3 separate regions of the Mus musculus genome follow, and all the other regions are linked to region 3. A link is a contact called in public HiCAR-type and HiChIP or PLAC-seq data. All regions are on one chromosome and are shown on one strand. Each heading gives the region's core, a stretch centred on a gene start, on an enhancer-like site or on the middle of the called end of the contact. The rest is flanking DNA. Distances are from core to core; before and after follow the strand shown.

Region 1 (4,386 bases), core at 26-2,525, 360 kb after region 3:
ATGAATGGCATGGATTTCAGGGGATGATGGGAAAAGTCTTCATGGTTATCATGTGCCAACAACATGCTGGAGCCTTGGTTCTTGTTTCATTGAATCCTCCCAACATTTCTGGGAAGTTAATGATGTCATTCTTATTTTATAGACAAGTGACTTATGACTCTGAGGGGCAAAAGCCTGTTGTGACTAGGAAGACAGCAGATGAGAGGTAATCATGGTGAATGTAAGTCTTAAATTCAGGTGCCAAAGATGACTTTTGCCTTAGTCCAAGCAGCCAATCCTTACACATTAACATGGAAAAGGAATCAGAAGAGGGAAACCTGAATCCTGACAGTAATGACAGAGGGAATAGCAGGTAAGGGTTGGACTCGGAGCTTCTGGTGTTATTCCATGTAAAAGCTAATTTTTATCGTCTCCTGTTTTATCCCTAAACAAACAAACAAACAAACAAACAAACAAACAAACAAAAATGCCGAGATTGCAATTAATTCCATTATGCATTTCTTTGCAGTAACATAAAAAACCTAATTTCATTTCATCTTTGTAAATGTGATGGACCACTGAAGGAGAAACACGCAGTTTTCATGGCTCCTGGGTACAAAAGACCCAAAGAATGGATGTGCACGAGTGATATGGGTTTCACCTTGAGAAACATAAGGCTTTGCAGTGGCCACCCCTCATTGGAGGGTGACAGTGAATTAGATGACAATGTGTTATTTATAGATGTGTATACAAAGGGGATTCTTTATGCAGTTGTAAGGTGAGACTGAGTGGCTTTCTAATTTTTTCAAGACTGAGTGGCTTCTAATTTTCAGGGGAAGTAGTCACATAGCATGATTAAGGATAGAGCTATGGAGTCAGATGAGGTTGGAATTTGAGTCCGGACTCCAACACCTGCCAGATGTGTGCTTTAGGCGAGTTACTTAACTTCTCCAAGTCTATGTTTCCTAATGTGCAAAAAGGAGTTCATTATACTTATCTCCGGGGGTGGGGGGAGGTGTTTTAAAGATTAGGTTAGCTAGTGCACAGACAGCACTTAGCTGGGAACTGGGCATATATTAAACAATCATAAATGGTGATTATTGCTCTTATTAGCATGGGGCCTCTGGGAGGTGAGTGGAAATGAATCCTATAGAAATCTCCTAACCCCCACCTTAACTCCCGGGCTCCCTCCTCCTCTGCTTGGCCTCAGCAACAGAAGATGACTGGAGAGCTGCCTGCCAAAGATGATGCACTCATGATGAATCAATTCCTCCCCCAGCAAATAACGAAGTTTGAGTTTCCTGTTTCCTGCCGGTGGCTTTGTGCACCCTGGACAGACAGTCAACTGCGCTAACGAGTCTTACTCCTCCAACTGCTCTGCAGGTTCTGGGTAATGAGCATGTGGATTTTGGCTGCCACAAAAGGAGGTCACCAGGGGTGTCTCCTTAGAACTGTGTAGCAACACATGTTACAGTTTTGGGCCTAGGTCTTCTGTAAACATGAACAGATGATAACGGAAGGGCGAATTTTATACAAAGATAAGAAAAGCAATAAGAAAACATACTTTTAAAAAATAGGAGTTATGAATCTAAACCTCATTTCTAGGTTACACAGTCATTTTTGATGCATAGTGAACATGTGTCTGTGTTGCAGTAAATCCCCAAACCCAATAAGCCCATGCAAAAACACATAACATAGTTATAATATAAGCCGCACACCACTACACTAACCTATTCCCCAGCTATGAGATCCCTTGCTATTTGTGGCTTCTCTAGACCATGTGGTTCTGCTCCATCTTCCTTTCACCTCTTCTCCCGCCCTCTGTCCTTCTTCTGTCATTCCCTACTCTTCCCCCACTCTCTAAAATCTCCAGCCCCACCTTTCCCTCCCATTGCCCAATCACAGACCGTAGCCTTTATTTGACCAGTTAGAATGAGAAGTTTCATATGAAATCACCTTAGTACTTGTTCCACTCCTCATCAGGGCAGCCCCTCTTGAAGCAGAATTACCATCAGAATACAAACAGCCAGAACATGCCTGTCTTCCAGCATGTAGCAGCTGAATTTGGTGATGCTACAACTATACCATGTCATGGGGCAGGATTAGGAGTGACCATTCTTCCCTGGACCGTATCACAACACTGACTAATAGTTCTGTCCTTGTTATCTTTATAATCATTACTATTCTCTTTACCAAAATTCAAAGCAAAATAATTTGCTCTCTGTTTGAAAAAGTGTTGCACTGAGAAAATGTTGTGGCATCAGATATCTGTCCTAAAAATGATGCCAGCCTACTGGTGGGCAACTCTGAATAAAAGCAGATTGCTAGCAACAGTAATGGCAAAACGCCTTCCTTTGATAGCTTATAGCCCAGGAGGTTTTCTTTAAGTCAATGGATCTTTTAAATTTTGCCAAGTGATTTGATTCCTATGACAACCATTCTTGTGTAGCAAAGGGTCTGCCATAAAAGCAGAGCTAGAGCGCGGAGGACTGATGTTTGTGAGTGCACCTCTTTGTCTCGGATGGTGAAGCATTTCCTCTTGGTGAAAATCGGCTGGTCAGCCAAGTGAACCTGAAGAAGTGGCTGGGAAGTTAGTAGGTATTAAGCAAGAGGGTTGATTTTGAAGCTGGATTATTGTGTGCTGTTGTCGCTAACCACACAATGACCTTACCAGGACTGTGCCCATCATGACCTGTGTTAGTGAGCAACAATTAGGAATGGTCAGACACCAACACCAACACCAAGACAAGAGGTATGTATGCCCCATGAACTCTGCTAGAGATAAGCATAACCATCTAGAAGTCCAAAGACTGCAGTTAACCCTGGCCATTCTCTGGATTCCCACTCATAAACACATCCATCCCAATCATCCTTATAAGCCTTCTCTTGTACTTTCTGAATCTCGCTCTCTCTTCCTCTCCCTCTCCCGCCCCCCTCACACACACACACACACACACACACACACACACACACACACACACACACACATTCAGTTAAAATAAATAATGCACTTGTGATTCAAATAGTTATGTTCTGATCTCAAACTTCCCTGAATAATTTTGGATTTGCTTCTGGGAAGTTATCTTCAATGATTCTGCTTTTTTCTCAGTTCTGCCTACATCTACCCCTCTATATTGTTTTGCCCAAATATATTTATGAATGTATTCCTATTATCTTCACAAAGCTTATCTCAATTTTTTAAATTAAATTTGTCTGACATCTGTTAAAGTAACATTCTTTCAAAGACAAAAGTTGTCACTTTCCAACAAATGTGCAGGCAGACCTTATGGTTTTACTTAGCACATTGATTAGTGATTTCGTGAAAACCAGTGCATATAGTATTTGAAACTGTCTTGTATGGTCAATACTATAACATCAGAAACAATGATAAGTTTTGATACAGATGACATTTCTTGGTCAGACACAATACAGCTCACTCTGTGACAGTAACTATTTACTTCTCATTGTAACTACTGGTATGATTAATGGATGAAAAGCACCATATTAAAATTTACAATGACAGAGTGGTTAATCCCTGCAAAAAGTACAGCCTCATGACTCTACAGTACTGACACTATGCCCAGTAATAGAAAGTTGTCATTTGTCAGAAGCTATCTAGAATCTCTCACCTGCAAAACAAAACAAACACAAAACAAGCAACAAGCAAACCACTCCCCCTAAATATCCTTAAAAATGTCTTACTAAATTTCTCATCAATATTTCTTCTTTCTTCTGCCATGCCTTTACACAGTCAAAGCACTAGAAAGACATGTGTTTTTGCTGCTGTGTGCCCACTTCCTGCTTATTCTCCAATGCACTCCAGTAAGAATTCCAACCTCCTTGTTCTGTCCTCCGCATCCCTTGCTGCAATGATGAGTGACCTATTTGTTGTTGCAATTCAATGAATGATCTTTGCTCCTTATCTTATCTGGCCTTTGAGCAGCTTTTAAACTTGGCTAAATATACTAATACAGCATGTCTGCCCATCCTCCATGACCCCACACTCTTCCAGGTTTCCTTCTGGTCTTAGATGCTTTGGTATCTTTTCCGGGCTATTGAACGTTGCAGTTATTCTATGTTGGATATTAGTTCTTCTCTCTTCTACATGTTCTTCACATGTCATGCCAGACAGTCACTTCAGTTCCTTCATCTATCGACAAAACAGAAACTTGCATCTTAAGTATTCATCCTCCTCCTTGATATCTCTTCTTGAATTCCTAGAGACACCTAAGTTCAATAAGAATAAACATACATTTATGAGCACTGCTCCCCCCACTCCTGGTTAATGAAAGTCTTGAACGGGTAAGATGGCTCAACAGGTAGAGACAAATTTCTCCAGTTTTTCTCCGACCTCTACAAATGTACCACAGTATGCAGGTGCCCTATCCTTAAATAAAATCAGTTACT
Region 2 (3,869 bases), core at 522-3,021, 340 kb after region 3:
AGCACCATAACTTAGCAACACAAAATACTACAGTGTCACTTGCTCTCATGGGCCTGAGTAACTTCATGATGGGGCTCGCAGTCACTGCCCCATCTAAGAGCGTGAGTTACTTCTGTCACTAGTTCAGGAAAAGATCAAAACTGTCAAATTCAAGTTCAATTTCTCATGTATGTATATCACACATGCATCATTGTAAAGTAAAAAAAAAAAAAAAAGCCATGAGTCATTTTAAGTCCTGAACGATCGGCGTATTGGGGGTCTGATTAGCAAGTATTAGCTCCGACGATTATAGAAGCTGAGAAGCTCAATGGTCTGCTGCTTGTAAGGTGGAGATCAAAGAAAACCAGTGGTAACACTGGGGATAGAAGAGGCACTTGCTTTATACAGCCTAGCAACTTAAACATGCAAAAGACCTTACAGATACACTCAGAAATAATGTTTAACCAAATCTCCAGGCATCTCATGACACAGTCAGGTTGCTATGGCAAATTAACCATTACAGACGGGAGCAAGCTTCCCTTTGTTTTCAATGTACATAACTCTATTTTATTAGTTCAACAAGGGCCTGAAACTGTATCAAGATGTTGTAAGGGATACAATGAAGGGAAAATAATCTGTGTTTTAATACTCTCTTGATTCCCTTATGGCTTTTATTTCTGACAAGAGTGGAAAATGCATCACATTGTACCAGACAGGCAACTGTCTGGTGATTGTTGCCACCACCATCTTGTGCATTTGGAATGGACATTTTATGCTGATCTCTGGCTGGGCTGAAATGAATGAATGCCAAGGATAATGTTGGACTCCTGATGCTTTTGCCTCTGTCTCCTAAGTACTCACAGCACCAGGATGAACCACACCCCATCTGGTTTATTTGGTGCTGGGAATCAAACCCCAAGATTTCCTGCATGCAATGCTGTGCCAACTGAGCTACATCTACAGCCCAGGGAGGCCCTGTGCTCTCTACAGCTTACAGAAAATGGTCACAATCTACTGCTCACAAATATCCGAGGCAACAGCAACAGAATTGTATTTTTCTTTTATATTTATTTATTTAGTTAGTTAGTTTTTTTGAGACAGGGTTTCTCTGTGTAGCCCTGACTTTCCTAGAACTCACTCTGTAGACCAGGCTGGCCTCAAACTCAGAAATCCCCCTGCCCCTGCCTCCCGAGTGCTGGGATTAAAGGCGTGTGCCACCATGTTTGGCGTATTTTTCTTTTATTTTGAGATAATATATATCATGTATCTACTGCATAGAAGATCTGACAAACAAAAAGTCTAAAATAAGAGCAGAATTAATTATTCTAGGACACAAAATAATAGTTTACTTACTTCTCCCACCAAACAGCCTTAAAACCAGTGGGCAATTTTGTAAGAAAGCCTTTTCCATTTATAAGTATGGGCACTAGGGAGCCAGCCAGACGACAGAGGAACCCTTGGAAATGGATTACATATGGTGCTGTGAAGCTCCAAAGCTAAAAAACACCGTGTCTGACATTTCTTCCAAGAACCAGCAGGCAAGAAAACCCACTGCAGGGTTTTGAGACTGGCAGGCTTGTGACAAAGCCCAGCTTTACCTCATGTGCCAGCTGACAATCTCAGGGACTCCAGGCAACTGACAAACTGTAGGAGGGAACGTGAAAACAGAGGTTAGAAGCTGATGTGCCTCTTCCTGTGTGGTTTAGGGAACCCAGGGCTTCCAGAGGCCCAATAAAGGGTGGGCCTGTTCACATCTGCAGGCACTATTGACAGTGGGTGAATCCCCATGTCAGGGAGGCAGCAAGGAGGACTAGGCTTACCACAGTCACCGACCACACAGGAGAGAGCAGCTGGAGCCAACACTACTTCAGTCTTCATAAATGTCCTGAGGAACTTTGTAATATCTTAGGCTCAACAAACTCCAAAACACATGTCACCAAGGAACATTGTTTTCACCTTTATTTTAACCCCCTGAGTATATTTAAGACAATGGAATCCATATGTGCCTGCTTCATTTATGCGTAATTCATTAAAGTGATGTTTAGTGCGAGTCATTGCATGCTCACAGAATCTTCTGTTCCTGTTTTATGAAAATTTGGGAGCATTTGCATCCAGAATCAGGGAGCCAGCTAAACCAGACTGAGCAGGACTCAGCTTGGCTTGAAATTTAAAACTCAGAAAGCTCTGCTGGATATCATTTGTGGCTAAATATCTTCTCTCACATCCCAGATCCACAGCCAACAAGGCTGCTGTACCAAGGCCTGCCCCAGAAGAAGGATAAAGGGAATTGTCAGAACACTTAATTGAAACAACATTTTTTTAAGTATGTTTCAAACACATGAAGTGCCCAATGAGAGGAAAAATCATTACCAAGTGAGTTTCTCCTAACTTTTCAATGGTGGCATGAAATAGCAACTAAAGATTGACTTGAATTAAAGTGTGTGTCAGGGGGTGGGGCTTGGAAACAAATTGTGATTGATTATGATGAGAAACCCTTTTCATTATATATCTAGGCTGACACATTAGTTTTCCTTAAAATAATAGATAAAAAAGTGCTTTTTGGAATCTATATAAGCAGTAAAAACTATGGGTATTATCATCATTATTATTGTCAAGCTGAAACAATTACACCATTTTAAAAAGATGTATGCTGTGCATTGAGCTGAATAAGAGGGGAGCAGGATCCTGTTTAAGACTCAGCACATGCTGAAGAGTGGTATCTTCCCTCCAAGTACTGTCCTAAGGGCAAAAGGGACAGTGTTCTGGAGGATGGACATGGTCTCTGCTTCCATGGGGAAGACATGGTCTCTCCAGGGGAGTCAGACAATTGCATAAGGCATAGTTAGAGTACACTCACAAACGAAAAAAAGAGCTTAGAGCACAGTGGCTTAGAACTGGAAGTTGGTTAAAGAAAGGAGCTAGATCTTGAGGAAAGGGTATGACCTTGTCATCCTGTTAAAGCTGTGGCTGACTCAGTTTCCCCAGAACACACATTTTATTTTGATGTTCTACATTCTTGCTTTTCCAGATGTTTATATGTTTTCTTTCACACTCATTCCAGATGTAGGTCTTACATCACTGCATCCACTCAACCAAAGGAGCTCTAACTGTGTCCATCTCTGGTATTCACATCCCCTGGAATTTGCTGACCATTTCTGTGAGAGCACACACTGCTTAGTCCCCCATTGTAGTCACCGGTTAAACAAAATCACACAGACATCAACTCCAAGGTTCCTCTGAGACGAGATAAATGAGACAGAACAAGGCCACTTCATAATTCTTCCTAAGTACAGACACAGTCAAGGTCGCTGTGCAGCACACAAATCTCAAAGCACCCTCTTCTCAGACAAATAAGCAACTGCTCCTTCACCAACTATAGCTCATCCGCTTGCTACTCTCCCCTGCCTATAGATAACACTTATTGAGACACCCAGTCAAAGGACACCTCCACTTACCAGCAGTAGCATCCAGACTAAATCCCTACCCTCTCAAGCCTTTCCTCAAATCACTTAGGCTAAATCCTAGAGTATAATCATATTAATGACTTCTTACTATTATATTTCTATTTCCACATGCTGGGTGTTCTCCCTCATTCTGAAGTATGAGACCAGTTTGGTGGATTCTGTGGCTGAGGACAGTGGCACTACCACCCTTCCTAGAGCAAATGAATCAGTGTGTGTGTGTGTGTGTGTGTGTGTGTGTGTGTGTGTGTGTGTGTGTGAGAGAGAGAGAGAGAGAGAGAGAGAGAGAGAGAGAGAGAGAGCATAGTTGGTTCTCTCCTTCCACCATGTAGATCTCAGGAATGAAACTCAGGTTGTCAAATATGATGTCAAGTGCTTTTAAGAACTGAGTCATCTCACCAACATGTATTCATGATTTCCTAAGAGGAA
Region 3 (4,266 bases), core at 1,374-3,873:
GTTTGGTCAAGTGTTGAGAGACTATGAATCCACTGAGGTAGGCAAGATGCATGTGTTCCAGCTACCATGAAGAACTCCAGTAAAGTGAGCCAAACGTGTGCACCAGATTCCAACAGCTCTGCTCATGGTGCGGACTTGCAAACACGTCTAAAAGCCCCAGCTGCTTTTAATTAATAGCACATGCTGGGAGCACCTTGCCTAACTTAGCAAAATCTCACTTTATTTTAAATAGGATTCTGAACATTTTTTTATAAGCACTGGATCCATTTATTTTTCAAGGCAAATAAATAACCCCAAAATAAATTTAAACTGGGCTCTTTTAAAAACAGTCATATTTCACATTGAATGTGTTCCTGAGGCCAGAGGAAATGGTCTTTCCTTTCCTAAACTTTTTAGCCAAGTACTCACAAACCCCATTTCTTCCCAAGAATATTTGCTTTTTTTTTTTTTTTTTTTAATTTCTCAGAGCCCAGTTTTAAAAGGCTGGAATTTTTCACAAGGCAAAATAATTCCATTTGCTAGTTGGCTCCTTCTCTGAGGCCAGCTCAGATCCTATGGGACACATAACCCTTAACTGAAATGCAGGCAAAGTGTCATGAACCATGCTAGGATATTGGTCAACCACAGCTCAAAGTACAAATTCAAAGGGAGATGGGGAGCTAGCTTTAAAGTAAGTGTGGCGAGCAGATGCACCCGCTGAGCATTAATCCTTCGGCCAAAGCAACAGAAACAGTCAAGGAGAAAATACAGACTTTATGCCTAGTTGGGGGAGTAGGGTAGGGAGCCAGATAGCAAGAACTACTGTTAGGAATATGGGGCAAGGTAAATAGATTCAATTGCTCTCAGTTCCTTAAGCCCGAGTCAAATTTTCTTATCAAATACTGCTTGCAGGGGCTGAGAAGTTCTAGGTGGCGGGGATCATCAAGCACGGGCAGGTTCTGGGTTCGATTCCTACCACTGGGGAGGCAGGAAATAGTGCAGGTACCATATTGGGAGGAGGAAAAAAATAGAAAACTGAGCAGCAGAGGCAAACAAAAAAAAAAAAGGCTTGGGAGAAAGAGTGGGTCTAGTCGTCAGCTCCTGTGTTGTGGAGCCAACCGCCACTGGATGGCAGTGAGGTTGTATCTACTGAAGCTGCTCTGTGAACGAAGGAGTTAGTCTTTTCTCCAACCGGCCTGGCCCCAAGGCCACAGAGGAAGGTTAAAAAGTAAAAATAAAATAAAAAATAAAGTAAAATAAAATGGTTCTTCTCTGCAAAGAAAGACTGGGTACCTCTGACCTAGAAATCACAAAGCTCAGTCTGATTTTTTTGTTAAGTTTCTTGAAATTTACTATCAATAAGTCTGGAACTGAAGACCAAAACAAGCTAGAGCTTCTAAATGATTTCTAGGAGTTTGAAATTCAGGCAGCACATGCCACACACATGCAAAAATCTGTATGCAAGCAGGCAGCACACACACATACACACACATCTGAATACAAGCAGGAAAGCACACACATACACACAGGCACACACATCACACACACACACCTGAATGCAAGCAGGAAAGCACACACACATACACACACGCACACACACACCACAGCACACCACACACACACATACACACACACACCTGAATGCCAGCAGGAAAGCACACACATACACACACGCACACACACACCACACAACACCACACCCCCCCCCACACACACACACATGTATACACACCCCTCTGAAGTTTGTTATTGAGATATTGTCATCTTGAACCTAGTAAACAAACTGAAACCACATCTTACCCCTACTATTCCTGGTGAACTTGATGGCTTCGCCACACTTTTCAAAGCTATACAGTTCCCTCCTTTCCTTGGCATTTGATCCTTTGGGGTGGGAGTGTGGGGGGGGGGGCTAGGGGAAGGGGGATTAGTAATCTCACCAGTGACAAGCTTTGCTTTCAGTAAGGACATTTGCCAACTTAAACAGCATCTCCCAGGGCAACAGGATAATGAAAGACACATGGAGGTCTTTGCTGTCATCAGATGCAAGCTCAGCTCTGCCTGAAATTGAGCCTGTAATTCGGCTGATCCTCATGTTAGGAGAGGTGTGACCCAGAGGGTCTAGAAGACAACCCTTGACTTAACAGCAGAGAAGGGTCCCAGGGGCAAACGTTCTCATCTTGCAGGGCTTCTGACCAGCACTACTCCTTCAGAGGAGACACAGGAAGCCAACTGCTCTAATTCTTGGCAGACACCTTAATATACTAAGTGTTGAAATCTTCCATCTCTGCTGCTGATAAAACTGAGGCTCTGCTACCCACCCTGGACCACCAGACACCAGCAGAACACATGCAGGTGGGTCACTCTCAATCACAGCCAAGACCCCATAAACCCCAAACCAGGGTCACAGCTCCTGAGACTCCTAACCTGGAACTCCAAGTTTCTCTTTTCCCCCCATTTCAGGACATAGTCAACTGTGTGCGTTTCTCCGTTCATCTAGAAAGACTTTTAAACCACGCAAAATCTAAAAATGAGAAAGAATGAAGAGTCTGGAAATTTCTGAAAGAAAGAACAGAAGCTGTAATGGTGCGCAACGCTGTTTCCTACCCTCTGCGGCTGGGTCCAGTGTCAGGCGTCAGTGGCTGATTCATCCACAGGAACTCAAAGCTGCCCCCACCCACAGGCAACTTGACCCAAGAATGGCTTATACGTACCCAGAGCCTCCATTTTTTTTTCTTGTTTTCTGTGGTACTAGGATTAAGCCCAGAGCTTCCTGCATATCAGGCAAGCACTCCACCACCATGCTGGCTAGTTTTATTGCAATTAGCCAGTTTTGAAAGAAGGGACCTCAGTTAAGAAAATGTCCCCACCAGATTAGCCTGTGGGCAAGCCTGTGGTACATCTTTTTTGTTTGGTGATTGCTAAGAGAGGACCTAGCTCACTGTGGGTGGTTCCTCCCTTGGGCTGGTGGTCCTGGGTGCTATAAGAAAGCAGGTTGAGAAGGCCATGAAAAGCAAGCCAGTAAGCAGCACCCCTCTACTGCCTACACATCAGCTCCTGCCTCCAGGTTCCGGCCTTGAGTTCTTGCCCTAATAAATCCCTGGTCCCTGGAATAAATTCTTTCATCACCAAGTTGCTATTGGTCATAGGGTTTTAGCATAGCAACAGAAACCCTAAGATAACCACTAAACTGATGTCAGTTACCATCCCTTTACTTCCTTATCTATTTATTTTCAAACTGGGTCTCAAACTCGCTTAGTGTAGCCCAGGCAGGTCTTAAACTTGTGATTCTCCTGCCTCAATCCCCCCAAACAATGGGGTTTACAGGGTACCACTAAATCTGGCTCAGAGTCCTCAGTACAGCCTAGCAAGTGATAACTTAAAGAACCATGGGCCATAAGGGATTGTCAGGACATACTCAGCAGAAAAAATGACTATCTAAATATAACCAGATACCCTGGAAAACCAATGGATTTTCAAAATGGTGCTTCTACCATTTGAGCTGAGAACCTGAGTGGCCTTGGGCACACAGCAGGCGATTGTCAGAAGCGCTTTGTAAATTTTTATCCAAAGTACAATGTCACTCATCTACTATAACATTGCTATTTCAAAAATCTAGTTTCTTTTTCTTTTCTTCTCTCCCTTTCCTTTTCCTTTTTCCTTTTTCCCCTTACCTACCTACCTCCCTCCCTCCCTCCCTCCCTCCCTCCCTCCCTCCCTCCCTTCCTCCCTCCCTTTTGAAACAAGGTCTCCATATGTATCCCAGGAGATCCTTGCAGTCTTGATTATCTTCCTTGCTTTGGCTTCATGAGTGGTAAGCCTACAAATTTGCATCATCATACCAAACTTTAGAAACGATCTCATAGTCCAGGTTAGCCCTAAACTCATCATGTAGAGCAGGTTGGCCTCAAAATCCTCTTGCTTCTGTCTTCCAAGTGCTGGGAGTTCCACACTAGAATTTTTACTTCTACACTAACAAAGGCAAACCTTTCGGCACAATCACTGTATTATCTATCTTACAGACTACAGTTGGGGGCAGAGATAACATGTGGGCTTGGTGCCAGAGCCTGCAGTCCCAGCACTCAGGAGGCACAAGCTGGAAGATCTCAAATCCGAGGCCAGCCTACGCTACATACACAGCAAATTCCTGTCAAAACAAAAACCAACAATGTCTATTGGTGTCATCCTTGTTCGGATCACGCTTAGGCAGCCATGTTGATGAGACTTCACGGCTGTAGCTTGTGACATATTTAGGAGACACCGTCTCATATAGAAGGGGGAAAGCTCACA

Evidence for each region. HiCAR-type assays count read pairs that join an accessible place to other places. HiChIP or PLAC-seq counts read pairs in DNA pulled down with a chosen protein or histone mark.
Region 1: an H3K4me3 HiChIP or PLAC-seq map of bone marrow-derived macrophages shows a contact between it and region 3, with 5 times the contacts expected there. The contact joins two enhancer-like sites. A contact is called at or near these places in 1 of 15 datasets of contacts at CTCF or cohesin (pro-B cells), 7 of 484 Hi-C or Micro-C datasets (LSK cells, Th1 cells, bone marrow-derived macrophages and 3 more) and 5 of 115 datasets of contacts at active chromatin or transcription factors (acute myeloid leukemia, bone marrow-derived macrophages, cardiomyocytes and 2 more).
Region 2: a HiCAR-type map of fibro-adipogenic progenitors shows a contact between it and region 3, with 5 times the contacts expected there. The contact joins two enhancer-like sites. A contact is called at or near these places in 2 of 484 Hi-C or Micro-C datasets (Th1 cells and macrophages) and 2 of 115 datasets of contacts at active chromatin or transcription factors (DN3 thymocytes and fibro-adipogenic progenitors).

Annotation. Positions count from the first base shown.
Region 1 is chr13:102,088,481-102,092,866 of GRCm38.p6, forward strand. No RefSeq gene overlaps it. Among named protein-coding and RNA genes, the nearest start is that of Gm41044, 76 kb to the left of the region's middle. Within about 2 kb of position 1,276, at least 40 of the 459 cell types and tissues checked have an H3K27ac peak or open chromatin away from gene starts, as enhancers often do. A contact at or near this core is called in bone marrow-derived macrophages, where this site is marked.
Region 2 is chr13:102,069,275-102,073,143 of GRCm38.p6, forward strand. No RefSeq gene overlaps it. Among named protein-coding and RNA genes, the nearest start is that of Gm41044, 57 kb to the left of the region's middle. Within about 2 kb of position 1,772, at least 43 of the 459 cell types and tissues checked have an H3K27ac peak or open chromatin away from gene starts, as enhancers often do. A contact at or near this core is called in fibro-adipogenic progenitors, where this site is marked.
Region 3 is chr13:101,727,913-101,732,178 of GRCm38.p6, forward strand. All of the region lies in intron 2 of Pik3r1 (phosphoinositide-3-kinase regulatory subunit 1), which reads right to left. Among named protein-coding and RNA genes, the nearest start is that of Pik3r1, 38 kb to the right of the region's middle. Within about 2 kb of position 2,624, at least 53 of the 459 cell types and tissues checked have an H3K27ac peak or open chromatin away from gene starts, as enhancers often do. A contact at or near this core is called in bone marrow-derived macrophages and fibro-adipogenic progenitors, where this site is marked.